Regions from separate parts of the Oryctolagus cuniculus genome. Here region 2 is linked to region 1. Evidence: chromatin contacts called from public Hi-C data. All regions are on one chromosome and are shown on one strand. Each heading gives the region's core, a stretch centred on a gene start, on an enhancer-like site or on the middle of the called end of the contact. The rest is flanking DNA. Distances are from core to core; before and after follow the strand shown. Region 1 overlaps ZCCHC24 (zinc finger CCHC-type containing 24). Region 2 overlaps LOC138845392 (a long non-coding RNA gene).

Region 1 (2,778 bases), core at 194-2,693:
CAGACAGTAGACCAAAGGGAGGATGAAGGAGGAGAGCAAGGGCTGAGGTAGGAAGCGTGGCCACGTGCGTAATGAGAGCAGCTGCAGCCCTGGAGCTGCCGGCCAGGGCCCGAGGATGCGGCACCTGGCCTCCGGCACCTGCTGGTGGCCTCCACGTGCCAGCTCCACAGTGGCTGTCCAGCCAGGCACCACACACCGGGAGGGCCGGGCTCTGACACCCCACCATGTGGGAGGTGACTCAGCTCCCAGACGCCAGCATCACATCCTGGCTCTGCCTGTGAGTACCTGGGGGGCCCTTGGGAAATCGTGCAGCATTTGTGTACCTTGATGATGTCACAGGGCTGCCAGCCGCGGCTGCTGGGCGGCCGTGATGCAGTCGTGTGTGTGTGTGTGTGTGTGTGTGTGTGTGTGTGTGTGTAGATCCTGGCTTGGGGTCTCCCACAGAGCCAGTGCTCAGCAGCCAGCAAAGCCTTCCCAGGGCCTGTCCAGGGAGAGGGAGTGCAGGAGACCAGGGTGACACAGAGACTCGGGCTGGGACCAACAGGCCCATGGTGTAAAGGGAAGATTCCAGAGATAGGAGGGAGGCCTGTGCGGGGCAGGGAGGGTGCTCTCTATCCCTGGATTGGGAAGGTGACAAAGGATGGAACAGTATCAGCTGCCTCATTTTCTGAGATTCTCACGGAAAGACCTGGGGTGGGAAAAAGGCCACAGAAGCTCTGAAGATGCTGCTGGCAGGAGACAAGGGAAGACGAGAAGGGGCATCTGTCTCCATGCTGGCTTCGTGCCCACGGCTCCATGGTCCCCATTCTAGTCTCTCCAGAACCCTGTGCACTAGGGGATGGCAGCAACCCATTTAAGAGATGGCGAAACTGAGGCACAAGGAAGGGGCAGGACCTCCCAAAGAGCTTGCACATGTGAGGCACAAGAGACGAGGTCCAGGAGGTTCTTTCTCAAGGGCACACTGGGCTCACCCTTCCCTCTCTCAACCCCAAGCGTGTCTGCTTCATGAAGCCGTGGCCAGCGCTTGGGAAGACAGACACCGCCCACCCCCACCCCCGAACACCCCCATCCTGCCCCAGCAGGAATTTTATGAGAGAATTCCTAAGGCCTCCTGCTTAGCCCAGCCCAGGGGCAGGCACTGGCTGGGCTCCCCTGCGGGTCAGGGGCAAACAGGCAGGGGATGGAGGCGCGACTGGCCAGTGGGCAGCTCGCAGCCACTCCCTGGGAGGGCTCAGGGAGGGCAGCGCTGACGAGAGCAGGGATTCCCACCAGGACACAGGCGCCTCTGCCTCCTCCCAGCGAGGCTTAGCGTCTTCTCATAAACTTGAGCATGGAACAGGCGGTAACTGCCGAGGGCTCCGCGGGGGCCGCCGCCCGCCCGGGCTGGGAAGGCTGCCAGGCCCCAGCAGGCTCGCCTCCCCCTGGCCCCTGCCACGTACCCCTCTGGGAACCACTTCTGCCAGCAGCCCAGGCACAGCTCCCTGGGGCTCGGGAACCACCCCTGGCAGCACAGACAGGCCCCCTGGGGACACACAGTGAATCTGGGACAGGGACAGGTCCTCTGACCCCCCCCCAGAGGGGCTAGAAGCACCTTAGGAAGGGGGCCTGGGAAGGAGAAGGCCGGCTGGGGGTGGGGGTGGGGGTGGGAAGGGAGACCCAAGCTGAGGAGCAGAGGGGAGGAGCTGTCCAGACAAGACGCCTGCTTGGGGAGAGGGGCTCAGGCTGCTGACTCCATCTGGACACTGCTTCCCACTGGTCCCTAAGCTCTCTCCAGGGGGGCTTGGAGGTGGTGAGCTCCCCGTCACTGGAGGCATGGAAGACAGGGTGAACGATGATCAGGGAGGCTGCTGAGGGGACCTTGGCCTTGGCCAGACGGTTGCACTTGGTGACTGTGGGTGCCCTTCCAATCCTTGCAGCTGGTTTGGGAGGGGCTGCTGGGGTGGGGGCTACAAAGGCATGTCTCCCTGTTGTATTTCCACAGGACGACTGGACACAGCACTCTCAGACTTCAGAAACGTCCACCCCTCCGGGTGGGTGACTGTCCTCAGAGACCCGACCCCTGCAGGGTTTGAAGCGTTCATACCCCACAGCATGATTTAGGACAGCAGCAACCCAGAAGCAGCCGAGGGGTTAGCAGCAATGTCCTCAATCCCTATGTTATGCCCACTGGATGAAAGATAATGCAGCCATCAAAACAGTGATGGTGATCTGTGTTAAACATTTGGGAAAACATTTCAGGGGTGGCGGGGGGGCAGGACAAGTGACCCAAGATGGCCGTGCCAACACCTGTGAAAGGGAGAAACCAGCCAGGAGGGTTAAGGGGTTGCCTCTGGGAGACGGAGCAGCTGTCGATTTTGTTTCTACGTCTATGTTCTGTCCTAATTGATGGCTGTTTTTAAACGGGAGGTATGGGGGCTGACGCTCTGGCACTGACATTCCGTATGAGCACCAGTTTGAGTCCCGGCTGCTCCACTTCCAGTCCAGCTCCCTGCTAATGTGCCTGGGAAAGCAGTGGAGGATGGCCCAAGTACATGGGCCCCTGCTAACCACATGGGTGACCTGATAGAGTTTACACTCCTGGCTTCGCCTGGCCCAGCCCTGGCCATTGCAGCCAAATGGGAAGTGTAGAGTGTATGGAAGATCTCTGTCTCTCTCTCTGGAACGCTGCCTTTCAAATAAAGAGGAGGTATGGCTTGGATAAAGAGAATAGTTACCTGCCAACTTCCTGGCCTGCAGGCCTCTCTTGCCCACTAGGGGGTGCCCTGTGCTTTCCCAAGA
Region 2 (2,778 bases), core at 106-2,605, 83 kb after region 1:
GCAGAGGGCCCCAGAGAACCAGCAAAAGCCCGGTCTCCTCCAACCCTTCTCTAAGGCAGATGGTCCCTAGTTCTTTCAGTTCGGTCTGCAGTACATTGATTTCTCCCCTGATCTTAGTGCTTTTTAAAAAATGTTTTCTCGTGTACTTCAAAGACAGAGAGACATCTTCCATGTGCTGAAGTCAGCAGCCTAGAACTCCATCCGGGTCTCCCACCCCAAACACATGAAGCATCATCTGTTGCCTCCCAGGGTGCACTAGGAGGAAGCTGGATCAGAAGCAGAGTCGCCAGGACTTGAACTGGTGGCCCCTGTGGGATACGGGCGTCTCCAGTGGAGGGGGGCTTCACCTGCTGCACCACAGCGCGGGCTGCCTCACCTGATCTCTTCTTCCAGACCCACTGACGGGCGAGAGCCGACCACAGTCATCTGGGAGCAAATGCCAGCCTGCTGCCTCTTTCTGGTCTTCAGCGATGCAGCCACTGAGTGCTCTGAGCCTGCAGCAGGCGCACAGGGCCAATCCCGCCCCCGGCTTCCACGCTCACCTGCGTAGTTCTGCTTATTTAGAATCTAGATAAAGCGGAGGCTCAAGATGTAGAACTAGCACTGCTACTGACTTACCGGATTGCTACAGGTAAATTACCGAACTCCTCTGGGCCGGTCTTCTCAAGTAGGATCAAAATAATAAAACTAGTTATAAGCATCACATAGGGGCAGGTGTTTGTAGCAGTGGCTAAGCTAAGGCTTCAGATACCCATATCCCGTGCCAGAATGCGAGAGTTTGGCTCTCATCCAGTCTTCTGCTACCATGCACCCCGGGAAGTGGCAGGTGATGGTTGAAATGCTTAGGCCCCTGCCACCCACATGGGAGACCCGGGTGGAGTCCCTGGTCGCTGGCTTCAGCCTGGCCAGCCCCGGCTGTTATGAGCATTTGGGGAGTGAACCAACAGGTGGACGGTCACCTTCTGTGTGCGTCTTTGCCTTTTACATACATAAACAAACAGGGAATAAAGAAACAAGCCACGAGTCACGTAGAGCGAGTGCCAGCGCCTTCCTGGGGTCTCCTGGGCCTGAAGAGCTATTCTTTCCCTGTTGTGACTCACCACCCCCATGTCCTGGAGATTCACAAGCCTGGGGGAGGGGAAGGCATTTCTGGAATGAGGTTCCAGGAGCTCCTGGGCCACTGCTGTGTCCCAGTCTGAGTCTCAGGCCTGCCAGGAGCCCCTCCTAAGCCCCCTCCAGGTCGCAGCTGTCTGCCTCCCCTCCCCCCTCGCAGGGGGCCGCCCCGCAGGGACTGGGGGAAAGGGAAGTGGACGCCAGGCTGCAGATGTGCTGAGCTCAGAGAAGGCTGCTGGGCTAATCCGGGGGCTGCTGGCCAGGCTGGGCCCGAGCCTCAGAAGTAAGCTTTCAAGGGGCCCTGTCCTGCCTGCTGGCCGCCTGTGGCCGGGCTCGAATTTCCAAGGTCCCCAGTTTAGGAACAGCTGCGTGGCCTCCCCTCCCCTGCCTCCATTTTCCCTCCCGTCTTCCCCACTGTGAGTCAAAGAGATAGCGGGGCAGGGCTAGCAAGGGGTCTGGACGGAATCCAGGCGGCTCCAGTCACTCAACCCGGGTCTCTGTGAAGCCTCGGGGAGCTCAGGCACCTGGGGTTCTCCAGCCTTTCAACTCCCAGACACACTTCCTGCTGCTTTCCATCCTGCCAACAACCTCGCTCAGCTCTGATGTTGACTCCTGGCTACCCCTGGGCTCCTCGGCTGCCTGACTCCTCAGGATGCCTTCTACCCAGTGGGGTGTTGGGAGGCCAGGCCTGGGGTGGGGACCTCCTGGTGGGGTGCACCCCTCCAAGGCAGCCTTCCCCCTCCCCCAGGTCCCTAACTGCCCCCTCTCCGACCTCTCTTCCATGTTCCTGCACTATCTCCCACCCCAGGGCTGGGCTGTTGCGTGGAAAGACTGGTTTTATCTTCAACTGTCTTGTGTTTTCTCTTGGGCAACTAAGGAAATGAAGAGCCTGACAGGGTGAGAAACCTGACTTGTTCACGGAAACAGGAAATGGCAAAGCCAGGATTTGAACCCAGCCGGGATGACGTCTGAGCCCCTGCTCTTTCTCCACCCCACCACGTGGCCTGGAAAGGCCCTGAGCAGTCCCCCTGCCCGGGGCAGGCAGGGCAGCCCAGCAACGTGCCCTGACCTGAACACCTCCTGGGCCCCAGGGGAGGCAGACGTGGGCCACTGCAGCAGAACATGATTGGTCATCTCTCGCCTTTCCATGCTGGGTGGACGCGACTCTGGGGAAACAGGTGGGTGCTGGGAACACAAGGCAGCTACTTCATCGGGTGCCCACCAGGGAATCAGGGACCCAAGCCGAGGCGGGGGTTTTCAGAGACTGCATGGGCACTCCCACCAGCTGTGTGGGATCTCAAGATCATCTTACAGAGTCCCTACCATGTGATTATAAACCAAGCCCCAAACATCGAGTAGGGGTTACCCCTTACTCCAAAGGAGCTCGCCTTTACATGGTGGGCTTCCAGGACTGGGGAGCACGCCTGGGGCCCTGGGGCCTCCTGGGACTGCAGTCTGACACCATGTGGTCCTCCACCACGCTAGGTTTTCAGCATGGTGTGATGAAGGAGCGTTAGATGGGGAACGGGATCTGAGTCCCAACAGGGCTCTGCTGCAGAACCATGTGAGTCCCCCAGACCCCCCGGGCCCCGGGCTCCCCTCGTCAGTTGGACAGATGATCCTGATGAAATGCTGCAGGCCCTGAGGTCTACATCTGGGCTGGAG

What was found. A called contact is a pair of places that touch in the nucleus more often than the background predicts.
Region 2: a Hi-C map of an unstated tissue shows a contact between it and region 1, with 5 times the contacts expected there. The contact joins two enhancer-like sites. A contact is called at or near these places in 3 of 6 Hi-C or Micro-C datasets (ear pinna, psoas muscle and an unstated tissue).

What each region holds. Positions count from the first base shown.
Region 1 is chr15:70,106,853-70,109,630 of mOryCun1.1, forward strand. All of the region lies in intron 2 of ZCCHC24 (zinc finger CCHC-type containing 24), which reads right to left. Among named protein-coding and RNA genes, the nearest start is that of PPIF, 28 kb to the left of the region's middle. Within about 2 kb of position 1,444, at least 1 of the 8 cell types and tissues checked has an H3K27ac peak or open chromatin away from gene starts, as enhancers often do.
Region 2 is chr15:70,189,491-70,192,268 of mOryCun1.1, forward strand. The region is part of intron 1 of LOC138845392 (a long non-coding RNA gene); the gene reads right to left. Among named protein-coding and RNA genes, the nearest start is that of ANXA11, 36 kb to the right of the region's middle. Within about 2 kb of position 1,356, at least 1 of the 8 cell types and tissues checked has an H3K27ac peak or open chromatin away from gene starts, as enhancers often do.